Linked DNA regions of Gossypium hirsutum: region 2 is linked to region 1. The links are chromatin contacts, called in public Hi-C maps. All regions are on one chromosome and are shown on one strand. Each heading gives the region's core, a stretch centred on a gene start, on an enhancer-like site or on the middle of the called end of the contact. The rest is flanking DNA. Distances are from core to core; before and after follow the strand shown. Region 1 holds the start of LOC107907782. Region 2 has its middle 19 kb from the start of LOC107913508.

Region 1 (6,976 bases), core at 1,319-3,818:
GGTAAACAAGCTTTCCTTCTCGTTTTAGATTCATAATTTGTTCAGATTTTGCCTTGGAGGTTCAAATTCAATATAAATGTTTGCCTAAATGCAGCGAAGCCATGGACACAGCGAAGGAAGCAGAGAAGGAGATAATGAAGGCAGCTTCAAACATTGTTAATGTCAAACTGCAGCTGAGATTGGGACGCCCAATTCCACAATTCAGATATATTTAACAAAACTTCCAATATTCAAGAAACCAGATTTCTCTGCCCTACCCTTAAACCTAGTTTGCTTTGCCCTACTGTTCCCCTCTTTTGCAAAATGTGAAAGAAAAAAGAAATTACTGTTGCTATAGGTATATCTTGATTTGCTTACAAATAAAAAGGAGATGAAAACTGATATAAAATTAAGAGCCAAAATGATCAGATAATTGTAGTCTGAATTTTTTTAGTCTACATTGTATTGTTTCAGAAAAGGATATCATCATTTCAATGGCTCTGAAGCAGGTAATAATATATATTTTCATAAATAAATAAAAAGACAGTGAAGTTGAAGCGAGGAAGAAGGCTCAGAAGGATCCATTGGTGATTTTCTAATCACAAAAGGGCGAAAAAACCCCCTTCATAAAATAGGTAGTTTTCAACATCACAGCCTCCCCCATCTTCTGTTATTGAAAACAAAACCAGAAAAAAAGATAATCAAAGCTTCAGAAATTCATCACTTGGAGAAGAAAAAAAAATGTAAAGAGAGAGAGAGAGAGAGAGAGAGAGAGAAGAAGAAGAAGCGATTCCACGGCAATTGCTTCAGCTGCGGGCGTAACTATAAATAGAGAAAAATTGAAAATTAGGGTTTAGGGGTTGCGTTGGTGAGGGGCATGCTTAACTTCGATTCTCGGAGTCGGCGGATAGCTAATTGGGTTTGGGCATTGAAGGGATCCCTTCATAATCTGAGCTTTAGCTTCTTCGTAGTTAAAAAGCCCATTTGTTTATTTTATTTATTTAATTTTGAAATGGACTTTTTCTATACAATAATCATTTTAATTGAAATAAAATATTTAATATTTTAATTATGTTTGATAACCATTCTAATTTTTAGATTAATATAAAATTTTTAATAAAAAGAAAAAAAGGTGTTGAATAAATAATTAGATAATTACTTATCGCTTAACATAGAAAATATTAAGTTGAATTTATTTTAATTAAAAATTTAAATAAATTATCTTTTTAAAAAATATTCAAATTATCATATTTATCATTTATTCAAAACTATCCAAAATAATATAAAATATTATACTAACAATTTTTTTTTTGAAAATGCCAGCTGATACTATTAATAGAAAAAGAAAGCAATTCATTTATAGGCCTTAAAGACTAATGACCCTACAACTGTCCATCCCTAATTGATCACCAAAATAATGCTTTGAAACTCACAAAAACAAAACAAAAAGTAATGGAAAGCACACAGAACAGACACAAACTTGGAAATGAAACCAAACAAACTCAATCTTAACAAAGAGAAAAGCCAAGCCTAGAATCCCATTCTTCTCTAGCATTTTAAGCAACATCATTTGTGCATCAGCAACTCAAGAGACCGATTACCCACGAACAACCAATTTCTGACCTTTCAAGCCCCTGTCTTTATCAAAATCCTCGAGTTCATCGGACAGACCAATCGTCACAAAGTCCGGACTCAACTAAACCAGTTATCCGCCATCATCTCTGCCACTCCTATCGCAGTTCACCAGTCCTTCCACTGCACGCGGTACTTCCTCCATCCAGTATAGGGGGTTATCATATCTCCATCCTTCCATCGCCATCCCATGTACCGCTTTATTGGCTTCCCTCGGTACAAATCTAAAACACATTCTTCTAAAATTGGGTGTTCTCCCATTGATTTCTTGAATCATACTGCTAATACATGATCTATCTTCTTTTGTAGAGTTTAGTTTTCTAATTACAGTTAGCGCGTCTCCCTCAACACATATATCTTGAAAACCTATTTCCTCGGCCATAGTAACAGCCTGCAAACAAGCCATTGCCTCGGCTATAACCGGATCTGAAATATTCTCCCATGAGTAAGTACACGATGCCATCACCAATCCTTCTTTATTCCGCGCAATGACTAGTGAACATGATCTTCGAGAATGTTGATTAAAAGAAGCATCAAAATTAATTTTTACAGCATCATCAACAGGTGGTTCCCACACAAATCTTTTAGTCTCTTGCCTATTCTTCAATATCTCACCCATTTGCGTTATTTCTGAATAATAAGCATTGATAAACCTCACAATTTCATGTGCTCGCTCCCTTATCCCTTCATGGGAAATTCTGTTGCAATTGTACCAAAGAGCCCAAAAAGAAATAGCTCTGATTTTACATGCTTCATTACTATAATTCTCAAACTCTAATGCTAACCATTTTTTCCAATTTGATTCTCTGTTGGTAGTTGAGTTAGTCACCCCCAACTCCCGCTGTACCTGTTGAGTAAAAGTGCAATCCCGAAAAAGATGGCTCACCGTTTCCTCTTCTGCTCGGCATATTGGACAGAGCGTATCCACCACAAGCTTATGGGCTCTCAGGTTATGCATCGTGGGCACAAATTCATTAACAACCCTTCACATATGTATACGAATCTTGGTTGGCACATTAAGAGCCCACATTTTTTTAAAGAACTGAAATAGAAATTCATGTTGTATAATAGAATCTTTCATTGTAATTAGCCATTTATATCCATCTTTGACTGTATAAATCCTTGTATTATTGTCTCTCTAAATTAACGCATCATGTGGTTCATTGCTTGCCAATGGGATCAAAAGAATTCTTTTCAGCTGCTCCTCTCCAACTAATAAACAAATAGCATTTTGCTTCCAGGTAACAGATTCCCTCTCGATTAATTCAGACACCTTAGAATATCGAATATCAATATTCTGACAGTGCACCCTACCATTTTCAGGCCCTGGCAACCATGCATCATTCCAAATATTTACTATAGTGCCGTCCTCAATTCTCCAACCCACCCCCTCCTCAAGGAGTCGTCTAGCTCCCCAGATACTTCGCCAGATATACGAAGGGTAAGAACCTAATCCTGCACTCATGAAGTCCCCTCTTGGGAAATATTTTGCCTTCATTACTCGTGCAAACAAACAATTAGGCTGCGTAATAATTTTCCACCCCTGATTCGTCAATAGGGTCATATTAAATGTCGATAGTTCTTTAAAACCCAGCCCCCCTTCGCTTTGGGGACACACATATCACTCTACTTGCACCAATGAATGCCTTTATTGGTTTTTGAATTCGCCACCAAAACTTACACATTATGTTCTCAAGTTCACGACAAAATGAAACTGGAAACATAAAACACTGCATCGCGTAGATCGAAATAGCTTATAAAACGAACTTTAAAAATACCTCCTTACCCCCGGACGATAAATAGCGCACATTCCAGTTATTCATCATCTTAACAAAACGTTCTTTAATTCTAACAAAACATGTTTTTTCCTACGTCCAACCATTGTTGGCAATCCCAAATACCTCTTTGGATTATTAGAAATTTGAACTCCCAAGATTCTCCTCACTGATCCTGCATTTCTTGTCCAACGTTCCCACTGAAATAGATTAGAGACTTGTCAAAATTAACCAACTGTTTCGACACTGTTTCATACTCATTGATAACATTTTTTATAATATTTGCACCCTTAATCGATGGCTCTCTAAACAACACACTATCATCAGCAAAAAATAAATACTTCACCGAAATACCACTTCTCCCCACCCTTGCCCCAAAAAGCTTCCCTTCCCTCTTGGCCATGTCAAGTAACCGCGAAAACCCTTAAGCACAAATTAGGAACAAATATGGACTTAAGGGATCTCCTTGCCTCAACCCTCTTGTAGGCCAGAACTCATCCCCATATGCCCCATTAATCACCATTATATACAATACACTAGTGACGTACCTCATTATAAGTGATATCCAATCCTCACAAAAACCCATTCTACTCATCATTTTCTCCAGAAAACACCACTCCACCCTATCATACGCTTTTCTCATTTCGAGTTTTAAAGCAAAGCCACCATTCAAAGTCCATTTTCTTTTTTTGAAAGAGTGCAAGATTTCATATGCCACAAAAATATTGTTTGTGATTTTCCTTCTTGGCACGAACGTCCTTTGGGTGTCATCGATACAATAGTTAAGCATCCGACGAAACCTATTGACTAACAGCTTCGAAATAATTTTATATGTTACAGTATAAAGACTAATAGGTCGAAATTGACTTGTAGTTTTTAGTGAATTCATCTTAGGGATAAGTACAATGTTTGTATGATTCACCTCTTTTAAATTCCGTCGACCATTTAATACATCCAAACAATGTATAGTAACATCATCTCCTACCACATGCCAATACTTTTGAAAAAATATTGCAGGAAAGCCATCCTTACCCGATGCCTTAAGAGGAGTTATGGTTGTCATTGCCTCAACAACCTCTTCTACTTTAAATTCCATCATTAAGCCCTTCCGTAATACATGGTGATATTACCGAGAGTAATCTATCGCAGTTGCTAACCTCTTTTAACGAAAACAAATATTTAAAATAGCCTGTAGCAATTTTAGATATCTCATCAAAATCTTTAACCCAACTCCCAGAATCACTCTCCAGCCCCTTAATCATGCTCTTTTTTTTTCGATGCACTCTTATGAAAAATGCTGTGTTTTTAACCCCCATCCGAAACTAGTTGATTCTCGCCCTTTATTCCTAAAATAAAATTCAACTCCAGTTTAATCTCTGTAATCTCTGCCAAAACTACATCATTAATCTCATCTGCACTTAATTCAAGTAGTTTAGAATTTAAAATTGTCGTTCGTCGCTCCTTTAATACTTTTTCATTTTTTCCCAATTGCTCAAGCTTACTCCATCTCTTTTAACTTCACCAAATTATTCTGCTCAGTCGAGTTCCAACCACTTTTAACTCTCTCTTCAAAGTCATTATCCAGTATCCAATCAATATTGAAATGAAATTGGTACTGTCTTTCCCTAAATTGCAAACTCCCATCCCCATTTGTATCCACAACCACCAGGCAATGATCAGAAAAGCTATGTTGCAAGTGGTTCACCGAATACCCTGTAAAAAGTTCCCACCATTCTGGATTAGCTACCTCTATGTCCAGTATTTCCCTTATATTATTTCCAGGCAACCTACCTCTCTTCCATGTGTATCATTGCCTAGAAAAACCCAAATCGCTCATCTCGCAATCTTCTAGCACTTCCCGAAAAGCAACCATATGTCTTTCCTCTCGAATTCTTCCCCCTTGTTTCCCAAATGAGAACAGAATTTCATTAAAATCTTCTAGAATCAACCATGGCTTATTATTCTCGCACTTCAGATACTTTAATAACTCCCACGAATCTTTTCTAGCATGCTCCACAAGCGCTCCTTAAAAACTCGTGAATCTCCATATTGCCATATCATTCCCTCATCCTCCTCCACTTTAATATGGGACTTTGAAAATTTTTTTAATGATATATTTAACCCCTCTCTCCACCCTAACGATAAACCTTGTCTCATCCTTTCCACATCGACATCAATTCCATACTCAAACCTACATTGCCGTATAATTTTCTCCTTACAATTCCTAGTAACCTTTGTTTCTATAAGAAACAAAATTTGAGGCCGAATATGTCTCAACTTATTTTTGATACGTCTAATGGTTCCGTGGCTGCCCCAAACCATAAACATTCCAACTGAGGATTTTTATTGTGCTCAGTTGGCCTGCTTGCTTGTAATAGCCCGATTTTAGGCTTAGTCGGAACAGTGGTTTCGGGACCACAAATCCGACGAAAAAAAAATGTAATGGCTTGAATTTTCAGAGGTGTCGGAACGGTGATTCGAGATCACTAAATTCGACAAATGGGTAGAAAATATTATTAATTTAGTAAGTATAAGTTAAATATGAAGTTAGGAAAATTTTTGAAATAGTGAATAGTGCACTAGAAATAAATATTAAAATAATTAGAACCGAAATGAGGTATCAAGACCTCGGGGATTTTAAACTGAGCCATAAATATTTTTATAAATATTCATGGAGTGTTAAAAAGTTAGTATTAAAGTTTCGTTAAGAAATTTTAAAGTTCCGATAATTAATTGAACAAAAAGGACTAAATTGTAACAAATGCAAAATTTTGGGAAATGATTAAATAGCTTAAATGATAAAAGGAAGAGGGCTTTAAAGGCAAATAGACCCAAGGTCTATTTGGGCTGGACGGTAGAGGCATGAAATTAGCAAGAAAGTAAGGAGAATTAAGGGCAAAATTGGAAAATTGCAAAATTTGCTTAATAAAGTTAGGACCCAAGTGGAATTATCTAGATTTCTCTTCATTTTTTCTGAATTCTCATCAGCTAAAACACCATGGAAGGGCTTCTTCAAGCTGGTTCTTCATATTTTTATTACAAGTAAGTTCAATTCTTGACTATTTCTTGAAATTTTTGTATTTTTATGACTTTTACAACTAGGCCCACTTGTTAAATCCATTAGTTTTTGATTTTATGAAAGAAGTTGAAAGTTGATATGAATATGTGCTGGAAGTATATGATGATTTAGCATGAAATTAGAGCTTTAAATTGTTCATATGCTGATTTTATTGAAAGAATTGAATAGAAAGTGAATGTTTGGGACCTAATAGTAAAAGAGTTTGAAGATAGAGTTATATGTGGAAATTCTGAATTTCAATAGTTGTGTAACAACTTATAATGTCTAGTAAAGTACTAATTGAGAAAATTAGATTAATTGAGGGGTTAATTGAGAAAGGACCGAATTGTATAAACTGTGAAATTTGGGGCAAAATGGAAATCAACATTTTGCACTAAAGCAGTTTTGGACAGCAGCAGTAGTGTAACTTTGAAAAATCACCAAAAATTGTAGAGATTGAATTAGAGGATGAATAAAATATGAAACTAAAGCTTATTGAGTCTAGTTTCTTATAAAAGAAATTATGTGAGCA
Region 2 (6,976 bases), core at 1,977-4,476, 140 kb after region 1:
ATGGGGATCGACTTTTAAAAATAGAAATGGGAGTCGCCACCGATCTTTTCTTAAGGTGTGATCGGTTCACCATTAAAAATAAATTTTAGGTCTGCGAGATTTGAGAAAATAAGTTCGGGAGTCGGTTGCGCACAAGGAAGGGTTAGCACCCTCGTAACGCCCAGAATTGGTACCGAATTGATTGTTTAATGTCTTAGTGTCGAAATTTTGAAAAGATTTTAAAATACAATCCTTTTATCTTGAATAAAATGATTTGGATGATAAGGCTCACTTATTTCAAAGAAATAAATCGTCACACTCAGTAAGTTAGAGTGCAACATTTCGAATCTCAAAATCAAGTTTATCTTTTTTAAATTTTAAAAATTCATGTCTTTTGAGAAGGATATCTGATTATTTGGGTCAAATGAGAAAATCAAAACCCAATAAGTTAGGGCTTGATTTCACAAAATTCCTAAATATCAAATATTGCCTTTATTTTCATTTATTAGAAAAATCTTCGTCTCGAGAAAACAACCTGTCATATCCAATGCGTTAGGACACAACATGTCGAATTCCCGAGAATGAGCTTTTTATTTATGTTTTAATTAAAAGGATATTCGGTTTTTTAGATCCCGAGGAAGATTGAAATCCAGTGAGTTAGGACACAATCTTTTCGAGAATCCCAAATTTCGAGTGTCGCGTTATTTTGAAAGACTTTTGTATAAAATGATTTTGATATTTATGAAACGCAATCTTTAATGTAGCACGATTGAATGGTAATGTATGAGATAATTGATGATCCGAACACACACTAAAAAATAATGACCAAGCAATAGATAAATGTTAACAAGAATAGCAACAATAATTTTAATCCTATTATGCAAACATCTATATTACCAATTAAACATCAAATGAATTAATAATCGATTTTAAAAATGTATACTAAGAAAACAATGGCAACAAGAGAAATCACAATCAATAAATTATACATGCCAAAATCTTAAAATGAACAATATATATATACCAAACATAATATTTTTCTTTTAAAATAATGCCTAATAAACCTGAAATAATAATACATAATGAATTTAAAAATAAATATATAATAAATCTAAGCTAATAATACATAAAATTTTATGATGCTAATAATATATTGTAATTTAAAAATAATACATAATGAAATTTGACGCTAATATATATGATTGTAATATATATAAAAAATTTAAAGTGTAGTACGTAAGTAACATATACATATATATAAATAGATAAATAAAATATAATAACATAATTACAATATCAATAAGGCTAGTGGTGACAATGATAATAATAATAAAGAATATTAAACCAATTAAAAAAAACAAAGAGGATTAAATTGAGTTTTAAACAAAATTAAAAGGGGAAAAATGTGAATAAAACAAAACAGAGGGCCAAAATATAATGCGTGAATTACTTGGGGGACCAAGCGGGAAATACTCCCTTCCTTCAAAATGCGGCATTTAGACCCGGACTGAATTGAAACAAATTCAAAATTCATGCGGGAAATTTACAAAAAAAAACAAAAAATGAAATTAAAAGGATGGAGTAAAAAGGAGGGATCGAAGGTGCAAATAGACCACACAACAAAAAATGCGCGGATCCTCCCCGGGTCGAACCACCGCGCCGGTTATTGAAGTTGGATGGTTAATACGGCACCGTTTTAATACCACTGAAACAGGCCCTAAACAGTGTCGTTTTATGCACTATAAAAATCCTTTCTTAACCCTCAAATTAGAACCCTAGGCCAGCTTAAACACCAGCCCCCAAAGTCGCCCCTTTTTTTTGCGCCGCTCTGCTCATCGATCCTTCAAAAGGGATCTCTAAACCCCTGCTCAAGCTCCGACGGCGACAGAGAGAACAGGGATTCGACGACGAGGTATTTTCCCCCTTTTAATTTCTTCCTATTGTTTCCTTTACAAATCACGAATCAAATAAGCGTTGAGAAGAAAAAAACTAAAAGAAGACTAGAAAATGAAAGAACTGAATCACCTTTCTGTATTTCAAACTTTTTGTATTTTGTATACGTAAAAAAGGAAAAGAAGATCCTTTTACAAATTCGAAAACGACTTTATATAGCCGAAAATAAAATAGAAATTTACAGGAAATTTTTTAAAAATTTTGGCTATTTTTCTCTGCTATTCCCGTGTATTCTGCTGCTGTTGCTGCCTTTGTTGCGTTTGTTGCGTTTGCTGCAGGTTGTTGTAGGTGCGAGGCCGTACGGTGACGTGGCATGGCTCGGCGCAGTGCATGGAGGCTACTGTTGCGACGGCTGGAGTTTGCAAAAACCCTAGGGTTTCTTGTTTTCTTAGCTTTGGACTAATTTGAGCTTTAGTTATTTGGACCGGTGTAATGGGTGTAGGTTTGGTTTCATTTTTGGGTATTTTGTGTTTGGGTAAATTAATTGGGCCAGGGTTAGGTTAGTGGGTCTTAGTGAGTTTGGGTTAAGCTATTTTGGTCTGTAATTGGGTAGTTGGGTTAATAATTGGGTTGTGATATTGGGGCTTAGTGGGTTTGATGTATTTTAGATTTGTAATATGGACTGATGGACTTTTAATAATTTTTGTTTATTTATTTATTTCTGATTTGGGCCGAGAAAATTTGGGTTATTACAGGTTTTTGGTTTCGAAATGTCTTTTGTAAAATGGGGGAGAAAACCCATCTTTTTAGGCTGGACTGTTTGGCTTCCCTAAGAGCCACATATTTGTGTCAACTACTTTAATGTTTTTTTCTGTATGCTTTTCAAATTAATAAATGAGTCCAATTAATTCTTAAAAAAAAAACATGTGAACATGATTTTTTGTACGTTGATATTTTAATGAGAATAATTAATTATTTGGATTAAGGGATCAAATTATATCAAATTGAAGTAGAGACGTCCTAAAACTTTTTAGGATGGTAAAGGACCAACGTAAGAGGCGTCCTAAAAAATTATAATTAAGTCCTTTAATTTCTTTTACAATTTTTAACTCTAAAACTTTTAATTAAGCCATACAAAAGTTTTTAAAATGTTAAAAAAATTAATTAATTATTAAAAAATTTAATTAGATCCCTAAAGTTTTAATTTATTACTGTGATTACAACCAATAACCAAATGCCATTCAATAAAGCAAACCATACATTAAAATTGAACCCAGTTGTCATTAGAGACAGAAGCGTGTTGGAATCTAATCCTATCTTTGTTGAAAGACAAAATGGTCCTACCACTCACAACCCATGGCATCTTTTTGCCTTTCTTTTTTTCTATATAAACCCACATTTGTTCAGTCTATACTTCTAATATCTTAGCCTAAAGGCATTAATTACATTATGAAGCCTCAAAGCCTCTCCGGTGATAATAATAGTAATAATAATTCAGTGATGGCTGAATCAAAGGGGAGGATGATGATCAGGGAAAGGGTGAAGCAAGCATGCGAGGCGGCCATGGATGCCATGGCTAAGAAAGGGGTTCAAAGAGGGCATAGGGTTCTTATTTCCAAAGAAATAGAGAGACGAAATGGGAGCCACTATACTGATGAACCCATAAGAACCATGATGTTCTTGGGTTCTTGGAGCCACACCTAGCTAGCTTCTCTTCTATTTTTTTTATGATAATCTCTTGTAGAGTTGGAGGTGTTTTCACGAAGATAGTGCAACTATATATAGGGTTTCTGATTTGTTAAAATATAGGCCTAAAATATGAAGAGTTGACGGATTTAAAAGTATAAACTGTGGAAATAAATAAGGATATAAAACTATTGTTAATTATGACGATGATGGTGGTGGTGATGGTGATGAAATGAAGTGCTTTGTATAAGTTGTTGATGTCCTAATATATTTTTGCAAATTCCTTTTTGTGCGTTTTAGATCTGATAAAGTTAAAGGGGAGAGAAGGGAATTTGTTTATTATGGATAGTGGTACTTTATGAGAAACATTTAGGGTATTATCTTTAATTGGAAAAATGGTTAATTTAGGTACTAAAGTTTATTTATTTTCTTACTTTGGTCTTAATTAATTTTTTGTCACTTTGGTTTTAATTATTGTTTTATCATTTTAGTTCTTAATTTTCTAAATTTAGTCTAATTGTTAAAATTTTATTAAACTATTAAAATTTTAATGACACTAGCAAGGCAGCGCAAGTGATAGTTTGCATGTACTTTATTGCTAACATGGATAATTTGCTTGAATTTTTTATGGACTTTAAAAAAAATTGAAATCTTTAATCATTTTTATTAATTTTTTGAAATTTTATAAAGTATATGAATTGCCAATTGACAATGTCAGTGCAGTTAAAATTTTCATAGTCCAGACAACTTTTACATTTAAGAAAATAGAATTGGAATAAAATTTGAAGGTCAAGGGTCAAAATGACAAAAGAAGTAAACATTACAAGTTAAATATATTATTATGTATTTTTATTTTTAAAACGTGTAATGTGGTATCTTATTTGGGTTAAACTTCACTCTATTACTGTAAAACTTGTGAAGGTTGAATATGAATGGATGGATGTTAGTTAAATTATGATTTTGTATGATACTGGAATTAACAAATTTTTAATTAATGTAGTTAAGATGGCTTTCATCAAATCGCATATAATAAACATGGTCATCATGTTACCATCACACAACTTATTAAAGTTTCATCTCATAAATTTTATAAATGTATAATTAGTGGTATCACATCTCAGGAATTTTGAGATTCAAGCTTTTAAGTTAGTGCAATTTTTTAGTCTACATTTTATTTTTATTTAATTCATATATTGATTATAAGTATAATTGTGTTTGTTTGTTGTATTAATCTATGTTGATTGTAGTTATACGAATATTATATTAATTGAATTTGTAATTTTAGAAAAATAAAAATATTTAAAATTAGTTTGAAATATATTTTTAAAATTGAAAGGAAAAAAATTAAAGAGTAAAATTTGTACAAAACTTATGTTTCAAAAATAAATATTATTTTAGAAAATAGTTAAAAAATATACATAAATTTTATTTTATAATAATAAAAGAAATCATATTTTATCATGTATGATAGTTTTATTTTTAAAATGTACAATTTCACATATTGATTTATTTTGATGGGTGTGTAAATTTATACATTCTCAAGATGTCACTAATTAAAAGAAATAAAAAAAAACCATATTTATTTTTTATTATTTCTAAAATAATTTATTAATTTATGATTGATGTGTTTTAATATAGTTTACTCACACATTATGAATTTATACAGGGATAATGCATCAAATATAAATTTTTTATACATATATTAATTATATTTTATAAGATGATATGATATTCAAAATTTATATGATAATATGACTTGCAATCAATCATACATTGACAGAAAGTAGGGACAATGCTAAGGGATACGCAGGGTCCTAGTCATCCTAAAATGAAAAATTATTATTTTAGTCCCTTAAAAATTTACTTGATAGTAAAAATATATTAACCCTCAAAAATGAAAATTTTTTAATTTAAACCCTTTAAAATTTTAAAATAACAAGATGAAATTATATTTTAACCCTTTTAATTTTGCCCCAAAGATAAATTTTTGGCTTCATCCTTGATAAAGAGATAAGTAGTGGCCAAATAATGGGTGTTGTTGTGGGGGAGAAGTTTCATTGCCGCTGCTGAAGGCAGCTCATTCACTCAAGCTAACATTACTATTGCACATACAAGCTATGATGGTAACTGATTATTTTCGCAATTTTTAGCTGCACCAACCTTTTAAATTATTCTGTTTTGGCCTAACCAAGTAATATATTCGATTATGCATCCTTGTCTTTGCTTCTCCCAGAAACAAACGTAGCAATCAGGTATAGCTATAACTTAAGTTTTTTGCTGTGTTAAGCACTATAGAACCTCAAATACCCATAGTATGACCATGTTTGAATATGTACAACTATTAGTCTTTGGAAATAAAAGTATACCTTGGCTGTTGTTTTTTTGCTGCATATCAATGGAGTGATGTTGTTGGGTTCCTTTGTTTAGGTCATTGAGGAATGATATCTGGTTGTTTGAAGTGGTGGTGCATGGTTTGCTCATGTTGTATTGAACTCTCAAAGGCAACTGGATGAAACTTGGTGCCACAGTTACTGATGTTGGAACTAATGGTATGTTGATGACCCAAAGTAAACAAGTGAGGACATGGGCTAGTGGTAGATTAACAAAATGCAGACGAAGTTTAATTTCCTACTCTTTAAAGTATAGCTTTGCCAACAAGAAAATATCTGATCAAGTTTCCTTTTATCCGATTGGGTTAGGTTTTAGGCCCATCCAGCCCCAAAGCTGAATCCAATCCCACTCCACTGTATTATCATACTACTATACCTTACAAGTGGAAAGGTGGTACGTACAACAGTATTTCTTCTTTGCTTGGGACTAATACCTTCACTTTTTCACTTTTCTTCCTCTTCTTAACCATAATTTCCTCCAAAACAAAGAAAAATAATATATAATATGATGCTGATTATGATACAGGAAGCAATCAATGTTTTTTTTATTTCGTTTTGAAACATTAATCAGCCAATTAACCATAAAAATTTAAAGGGTGAAGTACAAAATTAATCATTTATATTTACATGTTGATCCCTAAAATTTTAAAAAATATTATATAATCACTAACGTTATTGATTTCTTATGTAATGACAATCTCACATGGTAGATTAATAGGTGCTAAAGTTATGAAAGGGAGAAGAGAATTGAAGAAAAAAAAAGAATTAATTGAAAAAAATATAAGAACTATCTGTGTAATTTGACAAAATTAAAACCTTATAAGTGAAGAAGTGAGCATGTCCTGCACTCTTAACGTAATAAATAAATGATATTATTGATCATATAGTAATTTTTAAAATTCAACAATTAACTTTGTGGTTTATTCAAATTTAAATTTCAACCAGACTATTCATCCAGCTAATGGCTCTAAACAATGGAGTGTCAAGAGCAATCGAATTTTTACCTACTTACTATACCAAACAGTAAT

What was found. A called contact is a pair of places that touch in the nucleus more often than the background predicts.
Region 2: a contact with region 1 is called in a Hi-C map of leaf, with 2.0 times the contacts expected there. The contact joins the enhancer-like site here to the promoter of LOC107907782 in region 1. A contact is called at or near these places in 4 of 34 Hi-C or Micro-C datasets (all in leaf).

Annotation. Positions count from the first base shown.
Region 1 is chrD08:12,351,156-12,358,131 of Gossypium_hirsutum_v2.1, forward strand. It overlaps LOC107907782, which reads right to left and starts at 2,569. Exons shown (of 1, transcript XM_016835101.1): 1 at 1,685-2,569. The coding sequence starts at 2,569. The coding sequence ends at 1,685. It overlaps LOC107913473 (metal tolerance protein C1), which reads left to right. Exons shown (of 12, transcript XM_016842074.2): 11 at 1; 12 at 95-437. The coding sequence ends at 215. It overlaps LOC121220655 (small nucleolar RNA Z155), which reads right to left and starts at 476; the gene lies at 399-476. It overlaps LOC121220654 (small nucleolar RNA R41), which reads right to left and starts at 640; the gene lies at 543-640.
Region 2 is chrD08:12,493,900-12,500,875 of Gossypium_hirsutum_v2.1, forward strand. No RefSeq gene overlaps it. Among protein-coding and RNA genes, the nearest start is that of LOC107913508, 19 kb to the left of the region's middle. Within about 2 kb of position 3,227, at least 7 of the 9 cell types and tissues checked have an H3K27ac peak or open chromatin away from gene starts, as enhancers often do. A contact at or near this core is called in leaf, where this site is marked.